Regions from separate parts of the Gasterosteus aculeatus genome. Here region 2 is linked to region 1. Evidence: chromatin contacts called from public Hi-C data. All regions are on one chromosome and are shown on one strand. Each heading gives the region's core, a stretch centred on a gene start, on an enhancer-like site or on the middle of the called end of the contact. The rest is flanking DNA. Distances are from core to core; before and after follow the strand shown. Region 1 has its middle 50 kb from the start of tfap2a. Region 2 holds the start of tfap2a (transcription factor AP-2 alpha).

Evidence for each region. Hi-C and Micro-C count contacts between places; a contact is called where the count stands out from the background.
Region 2: a Hi-C map of skeletal muscle shows a contact between it and region 1, with 3 times the contacts expected there. The contact joins the promoter of tfap2a here to the enhancer-like site in region 1. A contact is called at or near these places in 6 of 6 Hi-C or Micro-C datasets (blood and trunk muscle, liver, skeletal muscle and 2 more).

The regions. Positions count from the first base shown.
Region 1 is chr21:11,675,090-11,682,864 of fGasAcu3.hap1.1, reverse strand. No RefSeq gene overlaps it. Among protein-coding and RNA genes, the nearest start is that of tfap2a, 50 kb to the left of the region's middle. Within about 2 kb of position 3,169, at least 1 of the 9 cell types and tissues checked has open chromatin away from gene starts, as enhancers often do.
Region 2 is chr21:11,723,964-11,731,738 of fGasAcu3.hap1.1, reverse strand. It overlaps tfap2a (transcription factor AP-2 alpha), which reads left to right and starts at 3,059. Exons shown (of 7, transcript XM_040167706.2): 1 at 3,059-3,239; 2 at 7,683-7,775. The coding sequence starts at 3,207.

The DNA.
Region 1 (7,775 bases), core at 1,920-4,419:
CCTCTTCAACTTCTTCAACTTTCAGATTTTTCAGCTTCGCAAATCTTTCAGCTACAGACACCATTTCAACTCTCAAATGTTCACACAAGTCTCAACTATTTTATGAAAAAAACTGCTTCTTCATATCTATTGTACTTTTTTTATAATGAATGATTATGTTTCACTAGTTCTTCGCTCCGTTTCTGACTTTTACATGAGTGTGTATTGCGTCTGCTAGAGGCGGGACCTCGCAGGCTAGAGTGTGGGGCATCGCAGGAATCTGGTTAAAAAAATATGGAACTTCTGTCCTTGCAGCCAAAGTATACACCCTAGAGGCTTCATTTCTTCAGATTAATGAGGGTATGGTTGTGCTGATTGGATTAATGTGTTCATGGAATCCCAGAGTTTTTTAGTTTTGGCGCAAGGTGTGTTTGAGTGACACAACCTCTGCCAAAAGCCCCATAGGCTCCAATACAAATCTGCCGACATATTTCTCACAAAAATCCACAAGGTACACGTTCTGTCAACGGCCATAGGAGCCGTATTTATTACCGGACAGACATAAAACGCACATCCACGCGTTCGGTAGAGTCTTGGGTCTCATACAAACGCCGTATTTTTTAGATAGCTGTTATAGTTTTGCGCTGGTTCCCATTTGTGTGAGGTGTGGATTCTGTGTAACTTGCTGCCATGTCTCTGTCTTTTGCAGCAGATCGTTAATGATCACAGGTGCGCCGTTGTCGTGGTTACGAGCACTCACACGGCTGCAAGATCTGTCTGTGGCTCACAGCTGCTTATATGACCTGATTAGTGGAGTCACATGACGCAGCTATGCTTTCTGTCAACAGACCAATATGATAAAGACACTCGCCCCCCCTCCCCCCTCCACCCTGACCTCTTCTCACTGTTTATCACTCAGTCAGTCAGTATGTCTGTCTATTTCTCCTCTCTCTCTCTCTCTCTCCCTCTATCTCTTCCTCACCACCCCTCCCTTCCTCACCCTCTCACCCTCCCTCCCTCTATCTACACCCCCCCACCCCACCCAATCCAATAATTTCAAAATAAAAGCCCCATGGAGGGAATTTTTACTGTAATGTTTGTGATGAGGCCTATTAATTAAAAACTTCTTAGTTTGAATAACAAACATTCTGTTTCCCAACCCCCCTCACCCAATTCCATCATTACAAACTAAAAGCTTCAATGATTATCTGTACCTTAACCATGAAGCGGTTTCGTTGAAATACGCATTGCTCTTTCAAATACTACTATAACCACTACGAATATTACTAGTACTTCTAGTAGAACTACAACTGATACTTCTACTACCATACTACTAGTATTTCTACTGCTATTAATACAACTACTACTAATGTTATTAAAAATACTACTATGGCTAATAGTATCAGTATTCCAGCTGTTTCTACTGCTATTGATACTAAACCGACTTCTACTGCTAGTACTAATACCCAAATTACAACTAACATTACTACAAACAATTTTAAACCTCTTTTTATTCATCTCAGCTTTTGTTATTTCTGTACTTTTTAAAATTCATTTAAGCTCCTGCAACTTCTGTTTTGCAATATTTCACATTTATTTCAGCTGTTTTCATTTCTGCTTTTTCAGCAAATCTATTGAAATTCCTTTCAGCTTCTCCCATTTCTGTATTTTCAGCTATTTCAAATTAATTTCAGCTTTTCTAATATCTTTTATTTCAGCAAATGTATTCAAATTCCCTTCAACTTTCTGTATTTTCAGCTATTTTTAAATATTCAGCAAATGTACTCAAATTCCCTTCAACTTTCTGTATTTTCAGCTATTTTTAAATATTCAGCAAATGTATTCAAATTCCCTTCAACTTTCTGTATTTTCAGCTATTTTTAAATATTCAGTGCAGCTTTCAGCTTTTTGCATTCCAACGCATTTTCAGCAGGAAATGCTTTTTCTAGTTTTATATGCTTCTCTGGTAAAAAAAAAAAAAAACAGGTTTACTGGGCTGGCGCTCTGGTCGTTATTTATAGTTTGCAGCAGAGGTGTAATGAAGGCCAAACAGACAAGACTCAATCGAACCACCCCTGAGCGCACGCGCGCGCTTTCTTCTGGCGCCAATCTATACCTTAAAATCAAAAGCTGCAAGCAACGATTGCATCGAGGATTCACGCACATCTCGAATTGATGCTCCGTGTGCAAATACTATATTACTGTATTTATTTGGCAAGCTACTCGCCTTCTACCGATCACTGTCCGCTAAGCACGTGAACGCAACTTTTCCCCCTTCGACCAGCTGAGCGCGCGCGTCACTGCTGCGCTCATCGGTCCACTTTACACGCCAGCAGTGATGTTCGGTGCGGGGTGGGAGGGGGGTGTCAGAAAGTATTCAGTTGATGCTGCCGGAGTGTCTGCGTGGCCGAAATCGCCCGCAGCGCTGTCGCTGCAGCGGTCGGCACTGTACCGCTTGCAGGCGATGGGTTGGAGCTGCTTGCCTGCATGGGAAGATGTGGGATATGAGGGGCAACAGGGATTCGTTAGCTGCACTGCTACACATGTTATTGGTGTGATTGGAATTTGATACAATTCCAGCCAGAAATACTATGAGAGGCAGAGCCTTCCACGATAGAGAGCAGATGGTCACTTTATCGATGCAATTGCTGCAAACGTATATGCCGCCTATTATGCCAATATTCACACTTGTTTCTCAGGGCGCATTTCAAACTGCCGGCTTAATAGTAAGTGGCTTGGACAAGACGCGGGGTTCCTCTAAATGACATTTGATACGGCTATTGGCGGAATCGAATTATGACTTTAAAGTTTGCAATGAAGCGCAAAATGGCTAATTGTCCTCAACTCTGACATCAGTCGTCATTTGGGGCTTTGCTCCCCCCCCCACCTCCCTCCTTCCCCTGGCGCTGACCCCCCCCTGTGGGCCCCTTGCCCACTTTTGTGAACCAGGGTTCGGAAGCCAAGAGAGGTCAATGACTCCACCAAATCAGCCTTGATTACTTGAGACATTAGGTAATCGATTAGAAAACATTAGGTGGCTTTGAATAAACAAAGGGACTCCCGATAGGCGCTGCTCTGCAGCTCCGCTGTCCAATACAGCTTCACAAAAAACAATCAGAGACGTTTGATTGGTTGACATGCAAGAACACGTGCACTCTTCACATGCACGCGTGAACCAAAGAAAAATACATACACACACGCACACATTTATGTGGGTATTTGTCACTTTGAAAATGTTTATTTTTAAATCAACAATAAGTAATATGTGTTGAAAGGAGCCCTTGTTGTCATCCGGTGTGAGGACGAGGTTCACAACTTTATGTGTTTGTGTATCCCCAAATATATGAAAAAAACCCGTAGATTTAAATTGTGTTAATGTTTATCCACTTATGGTTATCGCAGTTTAATATTCTAGTTGCAGTCACTCTCTCTCCATGTGTGTCTCCCCGAGTCTCTCCCTGCGTCTTCCGCAGTCAGCCAGGGGGGGAGTGTTGCCCCGGGCAAAACATATGCTTCTTTCCATTGCACTAATCCAAATGCAGCGTGGAGGAATAATTGCTCGAGTGGCCGTGGCTTCGCAGAGGCTTTGTCCCTCACTGGCTCCCGTCAGCCGGGCACACGCCATTTCAATCAACTCCCTCTCTCTGTGTATCAAACCCCAGACTATTTATCAAACCAGACCCTCACGCTTCATACATTAATTATATATATAATTATATATATAAAATATATAAAAGTAATATATTATTACTAAATATTACTAAATATATTACTTTAGTAATAAAGTAATATATTATTACTAAATTACTAAAAATAATTGAATTCCCCCCTCATGCTTGTTGTTGCTGTCAGGTCATCTCATTTGGAGCGCCAATTTCATTAATATTGACAGTTGCACCACGTTGGCAGGCTTTATTGGCAAAACGGTCGCATGAGCAATGACTGCAAATGAAAATGTTGGTGGCTATTTTGGACCAGCATTATCCAAAAGGCAAAAAGGACACATCCACGTGGTCATCCAAGTTGACCTTATGAAACCCTGCATTGTGGCTGTAATTTGTTGTTTGGGGACAGACAAAAATGGAGCGACAAATGGCACGATGCGGGGTTTCACTGATGTTACCGAAACCTCAAGGCGTTTGGATCGAATCTTAAACGCCGAGGGCCAATTTAAAGTAAGCTGAAGTAATAGTGGTAAATAAATAAACGCATTAGTAAACAACAATAATAACAATAAAAACAATACAAATAATAACAATAATAATAACAGGAAGACGATTATAAGACTGACTTACTGAACTCAGATATGATTTGAACATGTGGGGGACATGCAAGTTGTATCAAATGGCTTCGTTATTAAAAGGTAATTCGATGAGGAAACCAAATTGTCGTTTTTGCTAAATAAATAAAAACCTACAGTTTGTCCTACACGCGTGGACAGCAGCCAGATGAACGTGCACGTCGGCCTGCCTTGCAGTGTTGTGCATAAACACACACCCGGTGCTTCCACAACGCGGGACATCCTTTGACTTTTTTTTTGTTGTTGCTGTGAACCGACGATGGAAAATTCACTCAAGTAAAAATGTAGTTATTTGCCAGGAAATCACATATTTCCGCGGATAAGAGATGGAATATGACAGAGCCGTGGAGGGGGGATGTCTGCCTGAATTAATAGACATGATAATTTCACACTTTTTCATAGTGAGCTATCTGTTCCATCACAGCAAAATAAAAGGGTCACTGCGCAGCTGTGGCAAACCCAAAGCGTTATTATGAAGTTTGATGACAGACCCCCACCCTTTCTGTCTTTTTTCTCTCTCCTCCCTCTCTTTCCCCCCCCTTCTTTCTGGTACTTCGCTTCGGGCCAGCAATAGCTCGGGGCCACGCCGGTGCCTCCCCATGATAAAGGACTTAGACTGTGTCTGTGCGCACAGAAAGCCGCAGCAGCTTCTCTCTCTCCCGAACCTAATCAACTCACTGGCTTGGCCCTTTAACGGTTGGTAACCCCCCCCCCCCCCCCCCCCTCACCCCAACCCCCACCCTCCGCCCCTGTCTCCCTTTCTCCATCCCTCCCTTTTTCTCTTTTTGTGTCGTTTTTCTCTCCGTGACAAACTGCACGTTTTGTTGTGGATTTATTTGCCCATGCTCAAACACAACTTTATTAATAACAACAATTTTGCAATGTTGCAATAATACTGTTATTATATATAAATACTAATAATACTTTATATATATAATAAAACAGTATTATATATTAATGTATATCAAATCGATTACACTACTTCACTTTAAACTTATCCAAAGTTGTTATTCAGAACGGCAACCATTTTTTAAATATACTTTTTGACTCACGTTTTTGTTCACACACTTTTCATCAGCTGCTCAGAAACGATACCGATTTTACTAAAGTATATATTTTTTCTTCCAACATAAATGTCTATTTGTTGCCCAAAATAATAAAAGAAATGGAAGAAATTCATAAAGAAATGGGACACACCCTAAACATAATATGGACCCATTCCCCTGCAGCATCCAGGTTTAATGGGTCCTAAAACTCTAACGGAAGGTGATGAAGGCCATTCTGTCCATATGGGCATGTCTCTGCCTTCAGGTCAGACAGTTTCAGCTTCATCAATGAAAGCCACACTCATGCAGTTTATTCTTCAATGAAGGGTGATTGCGGGTGCCAATTAACACCATTTATTATTGGAAAATACAGATTTTTTCTTCCTTTTTTTCCCCCAGTGGTTCTTTTAAAATCGTTTTTGATTTAAAACTCCACTTTGAAATTGCAATGAAGAATAATGCTAAATCGACTCTCAAGGACCCCTGGTATAGTCCATGTGGGGCTGCTTCACTCCACGTTGATTTATTTGTACGACAACAAATGATAATTATTTGCTTATGCATGAAGAAGTGACTGAACATGCATTACCATGACCGCATCATTACCCATTATCATTTTACTAAGTTGTATTTCTTCTGCATGTCTTCCATGTCTTACTTTCTGTCATGCCAAAGAGGGTTCCATTGTTTAGCCCACAATTCCACGCATTATAGAGTGGAACACCCTGCTAAACAGATATGGCGAAAAGGAAGTGACCCATGTGCAGTTACCCGGTGTTATAGATACCCTTTAATAACTTATAGTGAATCAGAATTTGGAGCTGAACTAATAAAATGTGCAAAACTAATGTATAGCAATATTTTACTCTTGCTTTAAATAATGAATATTACATTGTTTTGGGTAAATTTGGATCTATAATTTCAGGCATTACATATTTTTCAAATGATGTGATTTTGGGACTCTTTTCACACCAGTTTGGTCTTCCTTGTAGAATGCAGTTTTTGTAACCTCGCAACACAACATTGCTGATCATGGGACCATTGCAGTGTCACCAGATGGGTCATCCGTGTGAGTTCCGTGACGGAAAAAGCGCATTTTTCACTGAGTCCATCCTTATCCTTGTTAGTTTAACCTACTTAGTTGTTTATTTTGGTCGATTTCAGCATATCCTTTGAGCAGCTGATTGTAACGTAGGATATTGTACAATAAACAACCATATTAGCTTAACAGAGTTGAGGGAGTTAGAGAGCTTGGTCTGGCCTCTCAGAGCCTGTGAAGAAATGGTTTTGATCTTACCACAGGCTAAACACTGCCAACAGGACTTGACATTGCTGAACAATTTCCCAATTACCTTTTGACATGCATATTGACACAAACGCGCAAAACTGTAATTTTCCCTCTGAATTTGTTAGCTTGAGGGGCTCACTTTCATGCCAGATTGTCAGATGTGCTGCTCTCTCTCCCTCTGTGTCTCACACTCACTATCTCTCTCTCTCTCTCTCTCTCTCTTTCCCAGTTTGCTTACATGTGAGTGTCCAGAAACAGGATTCCCCACGGACAGCCGGAAAATGGAAAAGACCGTTTCCATAATGGAGAGAAAAGTAAGAACTTGCATGAGGGTTTCTTCTTATCAAATGGGTTTTCTGCCACTATTTAAATTCTAATTTTAAGTTCGTGTTCAAGTTCTTTTGTGTCTCATGTGACATTTGATCAAGTCTGTGAAAAAGTTTCTAGTTTTCACTCCTTGGTTTTTGAAAGCTTAAATGGATGTAAATGTGATCTGATGGTTTGCTTCCACAAACAACTTTCATCTAACACCATAGAACACTCGTGTGCCAAAAACCTCACCCTTTCCCAATAAACTTTGCGAGGCTCACAAACATGCTGTCTCTCCATTGTCAATCTCAAGGTTCTGGCCAAACTCAACATGCCAGTTGACACTGAAATGCCATAATCACTGGGATGTTTTCCTGCGTTTGAGACGTCCAGGCAGCAAAGAGAAGGGAGAGGACGATGGCGGTGTCATCACGAGCTTGTCATCGTGTTCGGCCTGAGTGGCACATGCTCGGCCAGATTACAGGAGCTGGTGTTGATGGAGGCTCACCCTCAATCTCCCAGCCGTCTGCTATCAGGAACCCCCCCCCCACATCCCCCCCCCGAAAAACTGGGTCAGACCCGGGCTTGGCTCTGCCCCGAGCTCCTTCGAACCCAGTGCCGACTAACTAAGAGGAGGAACAAGCCACGGGGCCTCGGAGGGGGCCCAAAGTCCAAGCTGCATCTCCACAGTCCCCACGTTCTCCTTTACAGAAATGGATTCATATATTTTGCTTTCTTAAATGTAGATCGGATAATTGATTTGTTGATATTCAGTCCAGGCAGCAGACATTGGGTGAGAACAGCCGTTTGTTCTGCATACATTTAACACACAGTTGTTTCTCCTTAATAAATT
Region 2 (7,775 bases), core at 1,810-4,309, 49 kb before region 1:
TGCTTATCAAACATGGAACTTGACGCCGGTTTTCACAACAACCATTGAAGTGCAATTGGAGAGGTAGTACACTAAATGCTGAGTTCAGAAACGGCGGATTTTACTAAAGCAATGCAAATAAATGACCAATACATCTATTGATTTTTTTTCCAAAGTTATATTATGGGTTTGTTATTTTGTGTATGCCTAGGCCCTCTCATGTTTGTCTCTCTTCCTTTGTGTGTACAATGAACATGTTTGACATTACCATCTGGTTTATTTGTAACATATAATTTGATCTGCTGAGACGGATTTGCGTCCCCCCGATTAAAGTCTGTTTCCACATCGATGTGCGTGGTTCAACAGACTATTGTTTCCAAGTCATTTGCTGTCAGGAATCTCATAACCACCTCTGTTGTTTGATATGCCAGAATGTTTGTTGATGTCTTTACTACTGTAAAAAAAAAACAGGTAGCTATCTTATGACATTGCAGTGAAAATAAACTACAGACCTCAGGATGCTCAAGGATAGTGGGAGGGACCTGGTTTTATTATTTCCGCCACAAGGTGGCACTACAGGATTAGATTAAGTTTTATTTAAGAGGTATCGCACATCGCCGAGCTTTGACAAGACTTGAGTTGCCGCGCGCCCCACATTCCAATGTTGCTTTACATGTAGAGCAAAATGTCTGGAAAGGATCAAACACACATCATAGCACCAGAATATGTATTTTCAGTATTTGAGCCTTAATGGGTGATTACTGCGAAAACATACCGCTGTTAGAGCTGAAATCTTTAGTAAAGAAAGGTGCTTTAAGGTGAACGGAAGCTGGTTTAACCAAACCCAATGAATGTCATCTGTTTCATTTCAAACGTGACTGATGAACCGGACATTTGGTCAAACCCGTATATTTCACTGATTTGAACATGTTTCTTTTGACCAGCTGCTTTTTTGTTTAATTTACCGATGGGAAGGCTCACCACGAGCACATTCTCATTTGGTTTCAATTACAACGCAATATGGTTTTAAATCCATCTCCGGAAGCTAGATGGCGCTATAACACAATTTATCACAGTTGGGAAGCAGCGTTTCCATACGATGGGCCCCAAAACCTTCTCACTCAACCGACACTGTGATGCGGTGATCTTTGAGAGCTACACGGGGGGTCCTGTACCGGGACCGCCAGGTCCTCAGCAGGCTGACACGTGCAGCTGCCACAACAACAACAACAACAACAACAACAACAACATACCCGCTTTGTTAGAACATTTTCCAGCTTCTCCATCACAGGTCTGTGTACTTTAATGAAACGAGGGAAAGAGGAGACAACATGAAGTAAGAAAAGTTACTTCTTTTTTTTTCTCAATGAGATTGAATTCGTAATTCATCCAGTTTATTAACAGGATTCTTTTTTTTCCCAACGAGACACGATCCCCCTCATACACACACACACACACACAACGGATACCAAATCAATATAGAAAATGTTATATGTAATAATAACAATTACAACAATGCTTACATCAATAATCATTTTATTGTAATTTGTCTGAATCGGAATGGCTGTACAAATTGCCTGCGGTGCCGCCGTTGCCGACGCCTATTAAACACAGCTTGCAATGTTAGGAAGCCGAGCGTCGCCCGGAGGCCCAGTGCGATGCTGGAAGTGGTTGGAAACCGAGCCTTAGACAAACAGGCTGGATATCCAACGGGGACCCCCGCTCCTGTCTGAGAGTAGCTCACTGTCAGACAGCTCTGCTTTAAAACTTACTCCTCCCTTTAGTGCGCAGAGCCCCAAACTATATTTCTGATTCCCCCCCCCCCCCCCCCCCCCCCTCTTTACCCAGCCCTCCTTTGTACAGTCCTGGAGAGGTCTTTATAGCTGCAGGTATTGTGTGTGTAGTTAAAATGTCTTCGCCTTTGAAGTCAAACATGAAGGCTTGTTTTAAATATTAACACTGCAACAAAAAAAAAAAAAAGAAGAAACAAAAATCTTTACATTCGATACGGAATTATGCAACCCCCCTCAAAAAAACAGGATTTATAGGGCTAAATGCAAAATCTCAACAAAAAGTTGGTCCAATAATCTCAGTGTATGAATTAAATATGTCTAATATAAAGTGTTAGATGTGGTGAGAGAACCGACGCAGCTGCAGCGACGTGTGTGTGTGTGTGTGTGTGTGTGTGTGTGTGTGTGTGTGTGTGTGTGTGTGTGCTCCGTAAAGGACTTGAAAGAGGACAAAAAACGGGTTTTGGACTAAAGCCTCGACCATTATCACCTCTGTCATTGCACGTGTTGCTCTCCTCTCTGTATGCGTGAGTGTGTGAGTTGTAGCGCGTGTGCGCGTGCGAGACACAGAGAGAGGGAGACCTCATTCGCTCTTGGCCTGGGGGGTCTACATAAGTATTAGAAATAAACAGTGGATGAATAAATAATGACCCTCACAATAGCAGGGCTCTCTGCGCAGAAGTAATGATGTTGGCAGTTAACCTTCAAGTTTTCTAACTTGACACAGTTTCATTTGCAATGAGGATTCATATACAATTAACAGGAGGAAAGTATAAGATAAATACACGTCTTTTTCGGTTCTTATAACATACTACCGATTTGATTTAAATTTTCTTTCGCCCATATTTACCTATCTTGTTTAATATCATGTTTATTAATTTAGTTGTGAGATAAATTAAGGGGAAAGGTAAACGGCATCGCTTTTCACTCCTTTTCATTTTTTAATGCAAATTTACATGAAGCAAAGAATTTGTTACTCAACGAAAAATTAACTGGATGTGTTAACAGCTTCGATTTACACTCTCTGCAAATATATCTATATTTCGTAGTCACAGCAGGGACTATGATTAAGCTATAGTGCATTCCGGTATCTCTTGAGTTTCCTCAACAATAACTAATATTTAAAAACATGTTCGTTCGATCATTTATTGTTTCATAAAAACCCAATCCGTAGTCTTTGAAGACAAAACAGGCAAATGCAGAAACCAGACACAACGTAGGTGATTCCACTTTCCCCAGGTAGTTTCTCCTTACGCGTCCACACCCGGAGCACTGCGCATGCGCCAACACTCCGCAACACTTTTTATGGCCAGGTGAGACGATCCGGTCAGGCGAAAAAAAAACAACGTAAAAGGTTCAGTTCGGCACCGGAGGCTCAATGAGATAGACACGGAACCGGATCTACCGACAACGACCAAAGGCAGCAGAAGACACAGAATGTCAATTATGGGCAGAATGGGAGAATGGCAGGTATGTGCTGCTTACTTTTAAGACAAAGACGCGGCGGGTGAACCGTGGAAACTGTCAAAATGTCCACTTTTGTTGTGCAGCAAGAGGCCGCTTTCGTGAACACGTTCCATGAAAAGAGTCGGTGTATAGTTCACAGGCACACGCTAACACGAAGAACTTATTTCATAAGGAACGCTTCTTCTTTTGGGGGGCCGTGAAAGAGTGAGGATGTTGATCGCGTGGGGTTGTAGGTTGTAATTCAGGCGGACGGTCATGTGTTTGAATCAGAAATGTGTGGAAAGCATGAGACGTGGGTTTTGGTCGTGGAGTATTTCATATGAAACGCAGCCCTTAATATGCGGTTGCGTGTCTGAGGTGAGATGTGATTCGTCTAGCCTTTCGCGTGTATATTCACACAGGATCCATATTTGGATTGCGTGTTTCCCACTCGCAAGTTTCCAAAGCATCCCTGGTCTCGTCACTGGAATACGGGGCCTTGTTTTGTGAGGTGTGTGGGGGGTTAAAGAGACGCTAAACTTTAGTATCACTGCTTTAAAACGGAGGAAAAATCATCCCCACAGACAGCCAGGCTGGATCAACAGAAACGCACATGCACATAGCTGTCATTGTCAGCCAGTTTCATCGCTCCATTCTCATTAATAGCCCAACTGCTGCTGCTGCTGCAAAAAAAAAAGACAAGCCCTCCACCAAAAATGGTAATCTGGGTTTTTAAAACGAGAGCAGCCAACGCCTTGAAAGAGCCGGCGACCTGTCTGCCGACCCACGACCTGCTGAGGTGAAGGCTCGGCCGGCGACAGGGAAGAGCCGGGCTCCCCTGGCCGTTCATTCAAATGAAACAAGGCCATGTTGTTGTGTTAATTATTTACATCCCCCCCCCCCCCCCTAACCCCCACACACCGGCAAGCCCTCCCCTTACAGGTAGTCAATGGACCTGTAGAGCCGCTCCGAATGGCTCACCTGTTTACCATAACACAGGAAGAATGGCCTCTCAAGGCTCCGCGCTCTCAATGGGATTAAAATAACAGTTTGGGAGTTTTTTTTTTTTAAAAAGCCCAAAAGTGTGTGTCAGGGTTGTATTTGCATAGGCCTGCCGTCCTAGAGAAGTAATGGAGACACGAGGATGAGCGGATTTGTTTTCAGTCAATGTAGACTCTTTCTTACAGCAGCATGATATTTGAATATTATTTCGTTCTTCGTTATGAAAATTGAACGTGAACGTGTAATTTGTGCAGCCCGACGCGCTTTGCTCGAGCCTCGACTTGTAGAAAACCGTCCCAGGTGCATGCAGATCCACATGCATGGCTCTGCCCTCTTCCCCCCTCAATACACGCACACACACACAGCTCGCAGAACAGTCGGAATAATAAGCGTGTATAGCGTCCTATCGTTTTAGTTTTTACCTGTGCGCTGTCCATTGGTGTTGGTGTGAGCAGATGAGGGGAGGGGGGTGGGGGGGGGGGGGGGGGGGGGGGGGGGGGAGAGGGGGGGGGGGAATCAAACGACTGTTGATATGCTAATGAGGCCCTGTGCCAGTGTTATTACAGAGCTGCTCCAGCCCTTCACTTCTACCATTAGAGGGAGACCTCAGAGCGCAAGACAGACAGAAGCCCACAGCTTCAATAAAAGTAGTTTTTCTGAGCGGGGAGCACAATTCACTGAGTGAAAACAAGACTAAGGCGATACCACTCAATATCCACCTCAACAATCCATGAAAATGCTTTGGAAATTAACTGATAACATTAAATATGAAGATTGCGAGGTAAGGGACTCCTCTTTGATTTGTTTAATTTAATTTAAGTTTGATATTTTTGTTTAAGATGATCACTTTAGGGGTACGTTTCATTGTTTTGATCCAAATATGTCAGTCTTTTGACAGGTGTTAGTGAACACATTTAATTTAAGTGCAGAAAGTAATAGATACATGTTTTTTATATATATTTTACTAGGATCTTCTGTTTGGGTATTTGTGCGTATCAAAATTAGAAGATAAGCAGATAGTGGTAAAATCGATGATAAGAAATAAATAAACAAAAATAATAACGATGGTTTTGTATTATGCTAATAACAGAAATATTTTAAATGCAATTCACACCAGTTACATCTTTATTTTCATTTTTTAAATATCACATAAAATATTTTATCCATATATAAAATAACAAGCGGATACTTAAAAAATGTATACACCATTAATTTCATTAAAATAAATATATCTTGACTAAATGGCAAATGCCGCCACACTTCGCTGCTTAACCAACATGGACATTTACTCCTTAGTTTTCATTTATTTGAAACATGAGGCATTAGAATATGCGTGTGTGCGTGTCCGTATGAGGTGCATGCGCTGACTGATTGTTGTTGGTGCCATAAACAAAGTTTGGCACGAACATCAGGGACTTCTTTTTAGCAGTGGAGAAGCCGGTTGAACGTGTTTTCACTCGCGTCCTCAGAGGATATTCTTATACAAAAATATAAGCAAAGCTCGGCGTTCAGATTGTGGAGATTATTATTTTTATTATTATTATTTGTTATTTACAGGCAATGTTTCCCCTCTGGTGGATGCAAATACGTATAAAAACGCGCAAATGAAATCCAGTCCCAGCCCGGTGTTTCGTTATTTGAAAAAAACAAAACAAAAACTAAAGGTGTGCTGAGGGAGAAAAAGGGGGAGTGGAGCTCGGCGAGTCGCATGTAGAAAAAAAAAAAAAAAGAAAAGTTGGTAAGAGCGGCGGATCCGCGCGGCCCTGTCATAGAGACTTGGGGCATTTTATTCTCTCCCCCCCGCGACCCTCCGTCAACACATCTAAAAGTTAGCCGGTGCGACTCTGTCTTTTTGGAGTCGGAAACGGAAACCGGTGGATTTATTCGGCGGAGCAGACAGAGGAGCGAGAGAGGGAGAGAGGGGGAGAGGGGGAGAGAAAAAGCCCCCATGGAGGAGAGCTCGCTGTCGGAGTCTGAGGCGGAAAACAAAGAGTGGAGCTGTAGGAGCGAGCCGCTCGGAAAGCCCGCAACGTCTTCTGCCGGATTTTCACCCAGCTCAGAGGTGCACGTTGTTTTCCTTCCATCGCTTCCCTCCCCCCTCTCCCCCCTCCCTCCCTCCCCTGTCTGTCTGTGGTCCACCTCCCTTCATTCCTATATGCCTTTCCTTCACTTTTGCGCTTTGGCCTTGGGACCCTTTTAAAATACCCCCCCCTCCTCCTCCCCCCCCCCCTTCTCTCTCTCTGATTCGTCAGACGGGAGTGAGTGTCCCTCTTTTTGTCTCTCTCTCTCTCCACTCCCTCCACAGTCTCCCTCCCTCTCTCTCTCCCTCCCCATCTCTGATTAGATATACCGATTCCTCCTTTCAATGGACGTCATTTAAGCGCAGACTCCTGCCTTGAGTTGCGTCCTCCGCTTCACGCCCGATTTCCGACCGTTCTTTCCCTCATTATTAAGTATTCCTGCGGTGCTAATAGTCATGAATGCGCTCTATTAGGAGTCCGAGGGGAGAGAGACGAAGAAGCGGCTCTTTTGCTAATATGAGCTCAAGCGAGGGGACGGCAGCACTGTGATAGAAGCCAAAGGGGGAGAAAAGGGGAGAAAAGAGGGTTCACCAAGAGAAACTTTTCGACCCAAAGCGGCCAGCAACGACGAATTTTTTTTGTTTTTGTTTTTAGACCCACACGAAGGGCAGCGGGGATCTAACCGTTCGTTTCTGATGGATTATCGTCCTGCTCCTGTGGCACGTATCTGACCGCCGGGGCCATCGTGATCTTTTCGGGAGAGAAGAGTCTTCTTTTGGGGGCTATAACATTTTTTGTTTTGCTGGTTAATTCCATTGGCTCGCCCTCCCCCTCCCTCTCCCCCACTCTAAACACTCAAAGTGTTTTTTTTTTAAAACTGATTATTCTGTCCTTGAGTGGCACCAAAATAATCCTTTGAAATGTTAGTGCACAGTTTTTCCGCGATGGTAAGTTGCTGGATCTCCGTCTCGGACACTTGGAATTTGTTTGCATATCTGATCGTGTCATAACACTTCCTTTGGCTGATTATTATTGTGAGAATCTTGCATGCTGGATACACACCGGAGAAGTGTTGGAATAATACAAGGCTCGGTTATTTATATAAAGGCATACCCATCTCTTGAATGTCGTGTTTTTACCTGAGAATTTACTTAGACCATTGTATTATTATATCATTTTATTTCCAAAACTGCAAAAAAAAGTAGCTCCATTCGGTGCATCAACATGTTGTTTTTATTGTTATTTAAATCCACAAAGTTCTTCAGATTTAATAGGCTGCAAATTCCTGTCACTCAGGCCATGTTTGATAAAGCCCACAGCCTTCTGCTGTTAAAGCAAAGCGGGACAACGTCATCACTTACGGTTGTGTGTGCGTGCGTGTTTGCAAAAAAACAAACAAAGTGTATTTAGGCTTAACTCGTTTATTTCTGTCCTCCCCTGCCAGGACCGTCACGACGGCACCAGCAATGGGACAGCCAGGCTACCTCAGCTGGGCGGCGTGGGCCAGAGTCCCTACACGAGCGCCCCTCCGCTCTCC